Regions from separate parts of the Capsicum annuum genome. Here region 2 is linked to region 1. Evidence: chromatin contacts called from public Hi-C data. All regions are on one chromosome and are shown on one strand. The core of a region is the stretch at or near the end of the contact, and the rest is flanking DNA. Distances in the headings are between cores, read along the strand shown. Region 1 overlaps LOC107863476. Region 2 overlaps LOC107863480 (E3 ubiquitin-protein ligase SHPRH).

Region 1 (5,498 bases), core at 2,862-5,361:
TTAAACGAGTGCGATTGTTACCAAAGAGAGTTTAAGTTTTATTATGCTAAAAGTAAAAAATGAACAATAAAGGAGATTAAAAGTGTTGTAAACATTACATAGGAGGATTCTAGGGTCAAGGCATCTTGAACAATCATGCAAAGCTAAACAATCGTGTTGGTTAAGTTATTTATCTTGGTTGTTGATCACGGGGTTAATATCATGATTATGGTCTTTCGAGCCTCAAATCGTCTATTTAAGTTAGCCTCACAACTACATCGTTGAGTGAGGATGTGGGAACTAATTCAAATGCATTTATATTTCATCCCGTATTAGAGCCAAACGGGACAAACTAGGTATATTCATCTAAAAGACAAGAACCCATTCCTTATGTTCCACGTTCTAATCTAATGTTACTTCTTTCGGGCTCACAAAAGAAATATAGATGTATTCTAAAGGTTGCGAATCAATGAATAGTAAGTGTAAGAATATAAGAACAATCAAATATGATAATTAATGTTAACCAACTTGAGTTTATGCTAAGCAATCATGTTCGTAGCCTCAACCGTAGAAAGAGGGTGTTTCGACACTTACATACAAAGAATCACCATTAATGAATTCACAAGTAAAACTACAAGAAAACTAAAAGTTAAAGGAAGAAAAACTCTAACGTAGAGCCCTTGTTGCCTTCTCCTCTCTCCAAACATGTGTTGTTCCAAAGATGTCTTGTAAATGTGGCTAAGTACTCCTTATATAGCCCTTTAGGTCGTCCATAAGATGCCCCATACAAAATATAAGCATTGACCACTTTGCCCTCAACTTAAACCAAGCAAAAGACCCAAGTTTTAGTCGTGGATTGCATTGCATGGCCCATAGCACGACCAAACCAGTGTGCCCTCGCTCTAAAGGGTGCGGCCCATGGATGCCTCCACAAGGTGAGGTTTCATCCAATTTTTGCTCTCTTCTTCTCTTCTAATTGTTCCTTATTTCCCCACTCCTTGTGGCTTGTGTGTAGGCTTCATTTAGCTCCCATAGCTGCTCCAATGGTCTCCTACAACATCTCATAACAAACATTAGTCCATACAACATAATAAAGCTCATCAAAGTACAATAGAACAAGCATAGCGTAGGCTAGCTTAACTAGTTTTCTCCTTTGAACTCTATTTGATTCTTTCGACTCTTGAATTGTTTCAAATGCACTTAAACACTCTAAACATGCAACTTAGCACACAAATATACACTTTATACTTCATTAAGCACATCAAGTTATTCTCAAAACTAAGCTAAACGCGCGTAAATAATGACACTTAGGTGTATAAATATGCCTAAGATCAACTGATCATCATGCGTTCTTTTTCTTATTTAAGGGTTTAGAAAACTGTGTTCTGTCTCTTTCCTGATCAAACTATAATAGATTATTTAGCACTAGTTTCTCAATGAGAAATGTTATTAACAGCTAGCTTGATTTACTTAACCCCTTCTATTGATCTTGTACTCTCTACATTACGTTTTTCCATAGTTGGGGTATGGGCATGCTAATTTAAGTTAAATATCGAAAATGGGCATGCCAATTGAGTTAGAACTTCCCTATTAACATCTTTTGCAATCAATAGAAGTACAAAAAAAAAAATAAAGATTTTCCATGCAGGAATTGTTGGTCGTATATCTCCAAAGACATGGGCTGCTATGGAAGTATTTCTGCAATCTATAGCAATTGAAGATTATGAGTCGATGGCATCTGCCCTAATTGACATGGGTGCTACCGGAAAGGATGTGGACTCGAAGAGTTTTGCGAGGGACTTGGAGAAAATATTTTTGTCAATTCAGGTAAAATATAAGATCCAGCATAAGTTCTGTAGATTCTGATTAAAGTTTTAGATGCTGCTGTTGATTTCTCCGCTCTTCAGGTTCCTGTGTATACTTGTCCTTGGGTTGGGGTAGGCTAGTCAATCTTTTTTGGCTACATGTGGTTCTTCAAGCAAAGAGCTGTATTTTAAAAGGCTGCAAGACTGGAACATGTTATATTTCTCCATCATTAACTGGCAAATAGGACATAAGTGAGAAAGTAGCAATGAATCAAATCGAGGTGGTTTTGAATTCTATCATGTCAACCTTGTCCTGAATCTAGTCAACTGTAAATTCGAAGACTGAAGTTTCTGATACGACGGATGTTTTATTTTAGAACTCCCTTTGTTGGAAATCCTAGACAAGTAAAAAGATAAGAGAGAAGCCCTTCTGGGAAATACTCCCTCCATTCCAAAATAAATGAATTCTTGAGTTATTTTTCAATGTCCAAAATAAATGAATTGTTTATTCTTCGAGAGACATGTTGAAAATTTCTTTCAATTTTACCCTTTCATTTAATGAGGTTCTTAAGTACTTCACATTTTCTAGGAGGGTAATTTAAGAACAATTAAAAGGGTAATAGTGAAAAGTAACCTACAATTTATGTCCTAAAGATTTTTTTAAAGGGATGTGTCATACCCCAACAATTCAATTATTTTGGAATGTGGGGACTAGTAATTAGTTATTACAGAGTACTTATTACTTATTAGTCTTGGATGGTAAGTCATTGATATTGTCTTCATTATGGGCCGCTCTCCTAGAAAATTTTGATTTCATCGGACTAGGTGAGCTTCAACTAATCATTTTCTGACCCATAGATTGTTATTTCTACACAGGATTTAGATACAGAAATCATTGTTGCTGCTGCCAGGGACACAAATACCAATGCTACCACCGTTGCTGCCAATGTAGCATTCGATGAGAGACAGATGAATGCACTATATCTGGACGTGGTAAAGCAGTTTTAGCTGTAGTATTAATCTATAGCTGTGGCTTTGTGCTGCAAAATTATGGCGTAACCAAAGTCAAGACACCCTATCATTTTCCTGTTTGGTCTTAAGTTTGCACGATTAATAAAAACAAGGCTATTTGCCTAGAACACCACGTACTCTTCTACTTTTCTTCTTCCTCTGGTACTCAAGATGTCCTAATATTAGGCTTAATTATGTGAAATGGAGAGTATATTAGATCTCCAGTGCCGAATGTCGAATAAATGCAGCAAAAAGAGTTGCATTTTGTGCTCTAGAAATATTTTATCATACAAAATGCTGAACTAGTACATAGACTTGAAATACAGATGTTTATAACTTTTTTCACTTTGGTCTAAGATGCAGAATGTTTATGATACTGGCATCTTATTTGTATTCCTTAGTCCCCTCCATTCATAAAGGGACGCAGTTTTTGCTTGTACATATTCATGCATTTTCTAGATGCACATGTGGAATTAGATACTTACAGATCAAAGAAATAAAATAAAATGCTGTTATATCTCTCCTTGTTGACTTTGTAACCTCTATTTTCTGATCCATGTTCTTCAATGCTTGGCAGGTCAGAGTTGGTGAATCTTACGGATTGAAATTTCCTCGTGAGTTTGCCCTTCTAATGAAGCAACTTCTCTATTTTGACCGCTACACCAGATTGTTAGCTCCAAATATGAACATGTATCGAGATCGGAGGATTAAGCTCGTTTCTAATCAAAGACAAAGGAACATATACCAATGATGATTGTAAGTCACAAGAAGAGAATGCTGGCCTTCCTGAGTTTTTCTAATATACTGTAACCTATCAAAAGACAATATTTTCAAAAATACTGTATATAATACCAAACTTCATATCAACTATAGACAACACAGAAAGGGGAAAAGAAATTGTATCTGTTCTGATGTATGATGTTGGTTGATGTGTATCCCATATTTGTGGCAAGAGAAATTTGAAATAAAACTTTGAACTCTTATTCATTCTTTGCTCTAATAATGTCTTTGGTTCACAACGGAAACTTGGTACATTTACCATACGATCATCAACTAGGATATGCCTGATGGCTAACTAATTGACGGGATGTAATTAAAGCCGTAACCAATATTATCCAAACCCATTCCAAGTAATAGTAGTAAAACTTTGACCTGTTGGCCCTTCATTTTTCTAGCGATAAGAATGTTGTAACCGTCGTTTTGTAAGACCATAATGAAATCACAATTTTTCCTCTTCTAGGCAAACATGATCCTCTGGTTTTTTTCCCGAACATGATTGGTCTTTCAAAGATGCTTTGCGTTGCTTCGTTTTTTGGTTCCTTCTTCCATGGTGCTACTCTCTGGGTGACGGGGGTTGTATAATGGGTTTAATTAAACCCATCATTTTCGGAACGGAGCATAGAAATATATGTGCAAAATCATAAAATCTGAACCCAAACTATTGAAATATAAGAATCGAAAGAAAATTACAGCAAAAAAAAGACAAAAAATTGAAAAGAATTTTCTTCTCCTTTTTCTTGAATGAATAATAACTTTGTACAATGACCTGTACATATAAGTAAAGAGTTGACTTAAAGACTCCTAAATAAGGTACAAAATAACTAAGGGTATACACTTCTAAATAAGGTAGGAAATACTACTTAATGATATACAAAAGATTTACCTAGGGTATACAAAAGAAATAAAATAATATGTACAATGATTTGTAGAAGTTGGGACGAAATCAGCATGTTAAGGCAGGCCCAAGCCAAGTAGTCCATCATCGAATAATGTTGAGGCTAGCCCAAGTCATGTACTGCAACAGATGAATAATGAAACAGGTGGACAAACCCAGTCCAATGAACAAAAATAATATTATCTCAATACACCCCTCAAGGTGGAGGGGACCAACGGACACCCAACTTGCCCAAAACACTGTGATGAAGAGGACCGATGAGTGATTTTGTAAATAAATCAGCTAATTGAGAGGAATATGGAATAAATGAAAATGAAATAAGCCCATCTAAAAACTTTTGTCGAACGAAATGACAATGAATCTCAACATGCTTTGTTCTCTCGTGGAACATGGGGTTCTTAGCAATATGTATTGCCGCATGACTATCTGAATAGAGAGGCACAGGCAAAGATATTGGAATAGAGAGATCTTGAAAGAGATGAACCAATCATGTGAGCTCGCAATATGCGCCTCATAAAACGATATTTAGCCTCTGTGGAGCTAAGAGAAATAGAGGTTTGCTTCATTGACTTCCAAGAGATTAGAGAACCCCCAAGTGATATATAAAATTCACCAATGAATTTTTTTAAATTTGGACAAGTTTCTCAATTCGAGTCACAAAAGGCAAGCAACTAAAAAAAAAAGACATTAAGAAAAAGGATCAAACCTGATTCCTTCGATAAGTAATAAAGAACACGTAATGCGGCAGTGAGATAAGGTAGACGAGGATCTTGCATGAATTGTCTAAGATGTTGAACAGTGAAGACAAGATTTGGCCTTGTGTGAGTAAAGTAATTAAACTTACCAAGGCGATATCTATATACAGTTGGATTAGGAATAACATTCGCATCACTTAAACTTAGATTTATTGTAGAATTGAGAGGGGATAAATTAGGTGACATATGTGTGACATCAAATTCTTTTAGGAGTTCAACTGTGAACTTTCATTATGAAAGTATGATGTCCTGAGGTTCCCTCAATACCTCCAT
Region 2 (5,482 bases), core at 1,776-4,275, 320 kb before region 1:
AGTGTCTTTCACCTATTATAAAAAAGATAACAACAAGAAAGAAATACTAATGAATCACCCCCAGTGCAGGATAGTCTATGTAGCAACAATTCGTGTAATTCAAACAAATGAAGCATGGGGAAAGCGAGTTTCAACAATATAAGAACCCTGGAAGCATCCTCAGTAGTCAGATTGATACTATGTCATCTCACCAACACAAGCTTTAAATTCATATAAAAAGACTGAAAGATGGGGTCTCCACCCACAGTCACTTCAGAAATAAATGGAGTGAAAAAAATAACACTATAGGGTAACTTGTGACTCATGCTCAAACCACTTAACGACTGGCTAGATAGATATCCATAGTGCAAGTCGTGACCTTGCTTTTTCAAGGTTTATGTTGCTAATATTAGGAGATGCGGGTTATATTTAATAGGGAAAAGGCTCAAATACGTCATCAAACTATTAGAAATGACTCATTTATGTCATCCGTTAAAGTTTGGCTCATTTATGCCACTACCGTAAAATGTTTGGTTCATCTATGCCATTACCGTTACAGAAAATGTTCATTCATACCATTATTTTTTAACGGTGGTTTTGCAAAACTATTTTGGCCACATTGCCTCTTATTAGAAGTCCACGTCACCAAATCTAAATCAACCAATATTACTTAAAATTAAAACTAAAATTCAGACCCATTGAAATAAAACCCCACCCACACTGTTAAAATAAAAATCGGACCCATTAATTGGGTAGGATGTCGTTCGGGTTTTATTTCAATGGATCCGATTTTTAGTTTTGATTTTAAGTAATATTGGTTGATTTGGATTTGGTAACGTGGACCTCTAATAAGAAGCTACGTGGCAAAAATGGTGTTGCAAAACCACCGTTAAAAAAAAATGGTATGAATGAACCTTTTCTACAACGGCAGTGGCATAGATGAGCCAAACATTTCTAATAGTTCGATGGCATATTTGATCTCTTTCCCTATTTAATATGATAGACAACTCAAGCTATACTACCAATTCAATAATAATGAAGTTTGGATAGGGAGACATACTATAAAACGGTGAACAAGAGTCTTGTGTGCTTGCCCAATTCGATGCACCCTGCCAATGGCTTGTGCCTCTACTGCGGGATTCAGCAATGGCTCAACAAGTATAACATGCTGGGCTTCCAGAAGATTGAGGCCATTGGCTCCATGTTGGATCAGGAGCAACAACACTTGAATGGATCTAGTTTCTGGTTGGTCCATATGTCTTTCGCCATTTTCTTCGACATTGCTGTTGCTGCCTCTGAATTGGTTGATGGCAACATGTGATTTCCTGTGAATGCAGTACATAAGTATAAAACTTGAAAACTAATTTGTCATAGCTCACTACAAGCAACATGAAATATTTAGCCATAAAATCAAGAGTTGCTTCCTTCATGGATTTTAGGAATGAACTATAAACGGGGTGACTTCATTCCAACAATTAGCTTCAGTACGAAGCCTAACACTGCTTAAATTCACAGTAGCATCTTAATTAAGATATAATTAGTGAGCTGAATCAACCAATGTCATAGGAGGATGAAGCAGCAGAAACGCATGAGTGAGTTAATGCTTGTTCTGGACCTTCTACATCATCAAAGTTGGGAAGACAATCTATGAAGTTTAGCTGACTTATCACATCGAGTATGTGGAAAACCATACTCATGCAGCATTGGTTGGATGGTACAAATTGGATACTTTAGCAAGGCTGTGCCAAACTACAACCACAACATATATAATATAGTCGTTTATTGTATAGTCAGAAGCTTGCTCTTTAATACATCAGCTAAAGCACGAAAGAGATGGGCCCTTGGGATGAAAACAGATGAAATCTAGTTCATTTATTTATAAATTTTCATAGATTTTATTCAGGATAGTGATCTGATCATCATATTCGGTTTGGGGACTTCGGAGCAATGAGCAGAATTGACCCACGGGCAATATCCTCAATGAACTGGAAGGAAGTACGTACTCAGCTTTTAGCAGTAGAATTTCTCAACTCAAAACCTTAAAGCCATGAGTTGAGTAGCCAAAGATCATTATAAGCCCTTTGAAATCACTGAATGACTGATATCAAATATCTCAGGAACATATATGAAAAAGAAGAGAGGAAACAAAAGGCTCACACTTCAATCTTAGGCAACTTATCATAAATGTATATGCAATTAATGCAATAAAATGTGTAATGATGAAGAATCCCTTTAACTAAAATCCTACGCAGTACGCATACATGCACTTCGAGCCATTAACAGTCTCTATCGAGATTGTGGCGTAACTATTCCAGGCCGGCGCACTATGGTTGATCTATTAGTGTTGCCAATGTCCGACTTAGATATGTGCAATCTGGTTTTAAAGTCTACATGTCATTGAAGATTCTTTTCGTTTCTCTGTTTTTTTTGGATTTTTTTTTTTTTTTGGGAATTTTTTTCCTAAGAAACCAGGGCCTGAAGGAGAAAGTAGGGTTGATACTCTTGTACTATGTCCGTTTGTAATGTAGATACTCCTACTTACATGTTTGTCATCTGGACCTTTGAACCCACTAAAAAGCAACATTTTAAACACTTTTTCAACGAGTGTAACACACTCACCCCACGTCAGTTGCCATGTCATCTTCCACGTCATTTTTATATGTAAAAAATATTAAATATTAAAATAAATAAATAAATAAAAAGAAAGAAACGCTCCCCCCCTCCCCTCTTTTCTCTTGTTCCCTTTTTCCTCCCCTTTTCTTTCTTTTTTCTCGTCTTTCTCCATCTTCTTTTCTACTCTCGCTTCTCCTTCTTCTTTTCCTTATAAATTTCCATTTTAACAACCTCCATTTTCAGGTGTTTTGGTGTATTGGTTTTGTGATGCTACAGTTTCTTGTGTTTTTTGCTTGAAAATTGTGAGGTGGGGTTAGTGAAATTGTTGTTGTAAAGTTTGTGATTTGGATACTGTAATAGAGAAGTAAAGACTTGACCTTTTGTGGGATTTTCAGGTGTTTTGGTGTATTGGTTTTGGATGGTGTTTGATGCCTGGTGTTTCTTGAGATTTTTGCTTGAAAATCTGAGGTGTGTCAATGAATTTTTGTTGGGAAGTTTGTGATTTAGGTGTTCTTTTGTGGGATTCTCAGCTCTTTCGCTCTATTGGTTTTGCGATACTACTGTTCCTTGAGTTTTTTTCCTTGAAAATCTGAGGTGGGTTGGTGAGATTTTTGTTGGGAAGTTTGTGATTTAGGTGTTTTTTTGAGAAGACTGCAATTGGGTTGGTTGTAATTGCAGCAAAGATTTGGCCTTTGTGGGATTTTTCAGTTGGGGTTGCGATCCTTTAGCTCTATTGCTCGTGGTGTTGATGGCCATAGCAGCCGGTGGGGGTGGGGGATTGGTGGACGGTGGTGGGGGTGGGGGCTAGTGGATGGCGGTGGGAGTGGGGTGGGGTGCGGAGCTGGATGGCGGAGGGGCTGGGGAGGGGGACTTTTTATTTTTTTTTAAACAAATTATTATTTTTTAATTTTAAAAAATATATTTAAATTAACAAAGTTGGGGGACTTTTTTTTTTATTTTTTAAAATTATTTTAATATAAAATTGATCAAAAATTGACCCCCACTCGCATCTCACGCGCGTGTAGTCACGCACTTTGTCCTTGTCAGCCATTTTAATGCCACATAGGTCCGGTCAACGGTCAAAGGGTTTAAAATGTTGCTTTTTAGTGGGTTCAAGGGTCCAGATGACAAATATGTAAGTAGGAGTATCCACATTACAAAACGAATATAGTACAAGGGTCCATTGAATCATTTTGCCTATGTAGAAATATTGCAAGAAAGGACTTTCAGGTAAAGAGGATAGACTTACTAATGTTTGGCTTATATACCATATGAAACAATCTGGCTTATATAAGCTTTTTTGAAACACGTATACAATTGATGCACAACATATTTCTCCAATAGTCAGTTATATTGCTTCACGTGTATAGGGAAGTAAAGATCAGGATGCAACCTGAAGGGGTTCCATAAGATCCGTAGACCTCTTTGTATTGGAATTTATTTATTTACCCCTGGTGTTCGGGCCAGCTTTCACGCACCTCAGCTAATTTCATAGGATACCTGTTCATATCTGCCACCTCCAACTAGCAACAAGTACCTAATAACTCTGTCTACCAAGGTTAGGACAGATGGGAAGAAATTACCTAGCTTTGTATTGCATTACTTATGCAAGATATGACAGTGATTAGTCACTTTAGAGTTTCAGAGATGTAAAGGCACACCATCCTCAAAGATCCGCACTATTATCATTACCATGATTTTCCATTTTCTTTAAAACAAAGACTCTAGCATAATGCAGGAGAGTGTTCCCTTATTTTCCTAGGAAAACATCTATATTTCAACTCTGAAAGAACCAAAAAACATTGATTTACAAGCAAATTATTACCTTCCTCCTTTCATCAGCACAAAAGTTATGTCGTTAGCCACAAACGCATGCTCTAATACATCAAGTACATCATTCCAACTGCTAAAGACAAGAACCTTTGCTGCTGGATTTGTGGAAGTGATCCATAAAATTCTTCTTGTGACAGCTTCAATCTAGAATATAACATTCATCAATTAATTGAAAATGCATTTCAAATTTGTTGTTACATACACATCTTCCTAGTGTCCTAAAACAAATGGCAAAGTTCCATATTCAGTCCAAGATATCAGTTGTCTGTTTGGTTAAGGAATTATGTATTAGAAGTAAAACCAAAACAGCTACAATATGCAATGATTCAACGACATATTTACTCCTAACAAGTTATTGGACTCTCTGTCTAGCAAGTACTTCCTCTTGTTGCAAGGTGCTTGACACAACTTAAACGGAAGAGCTCACCTCCAACAATCTGGTCCGGTATAAGTTATATATTTCACATTATTTGATTTGAAATTTGACTCTGCCTAGCAAGTACTTCCTTCATTTGCAAGGTGATTGATACAACTTAAATGAAAGAACTTCTCCTACTCCAACAATCTAATCTGATATAGATTATATTATTTGATTTGAAATTTTCAAAACTAACTTCCATTCTTCAGTCTTCCCATTTCAAATCATTATCTAATCATTTAATTACCAATTCAATAAAATAAATTTTTTGAATATTCAAACATTGATTTCTGCAATATCCAGACCAAGTCCATACGTATTTACCCTTGTATGGATGAGCTAAGCAACAGTATTCAAATCGAGATACCATGGCATTGGCATATGCTCCTTGCAGACGATATGGAATTAATTCATGAAGCTGGTAAGAGTGTCAATCAAAAGTTGGAACCCGGAGAAGCATTTTACTGAGTAATGAATTTAGGATAAGCAGGAGTGATACACAATACATGCATTGCAACTTACGCCAGATAGGAGCGAAGTTGAGTCGAGATTAGACGGAATTGAGGAACCTAAATGTAAAAAGTTCAGATATCTAGGTTTAATGTTGCAGGGAAATGGAATGATAGATGAAGATGTTAT

Evidence for each region. Hi-C and Micro-C count contacts between places; a contact is called where the count stands out from the background.
Region 2: a Hi-C map of leaf shows a contact between it and region 1, with 3 times the contacts expected there. The contact joins two enhancer-like sites. A contact is called at or near these places in 4 of 5 Hi-C or Micro-C datasets (bud, leaf and placenta).

What each region holds. Positions count from the first base shown.
Region 1 is chr3:146,381,759-146,387,256 of UCD10Xv1.1, reverse strand. LOC107863476 reads left to right here. Exons shown (of 12, transcript XM_016709404.2): 10 at 1,628-1,806; 11 at 2,661-2,777; 12 at 3,373-3,782. The coding sequence ends at 3,546. Among protein-coding and RNA genes, the nearest start is that of LOC107863476, 7.6 kb to the left of the region's middle. Within about 2 kb of position 4,111, at least 4 of the 5 cell types and tissues checked have an H3K27ac peak or open chromatin away from gene starts, as enhancers often do. A contact at or near this core is called in bud and leaf, where this site is marked.
Region 2 is chr3:146,701,519-146,707,000 of UCD10Xv1.1, reverse strand. It overlaps LOC107863480 (E3 ubiquitin-protein ligase SHPRH), which reads right to left. Exons shown (of 20, transcript XM_016709408.2): 18 at 4,418-4,569; 19 at 1,040-1,304; 20 at 1-12. Among protein-coding and RNA genes, the nearest start is that of LOC107863480, 42 kb to the right of the region's middle. Within about 2 kb of position 3,025, at least 4 of the 5 cell types and tissues checked have an H3K27ac peak or open chromatin away from gene starts, as enhancers often do. A contact at or near this core is called in bud and leaf, where this site is marked.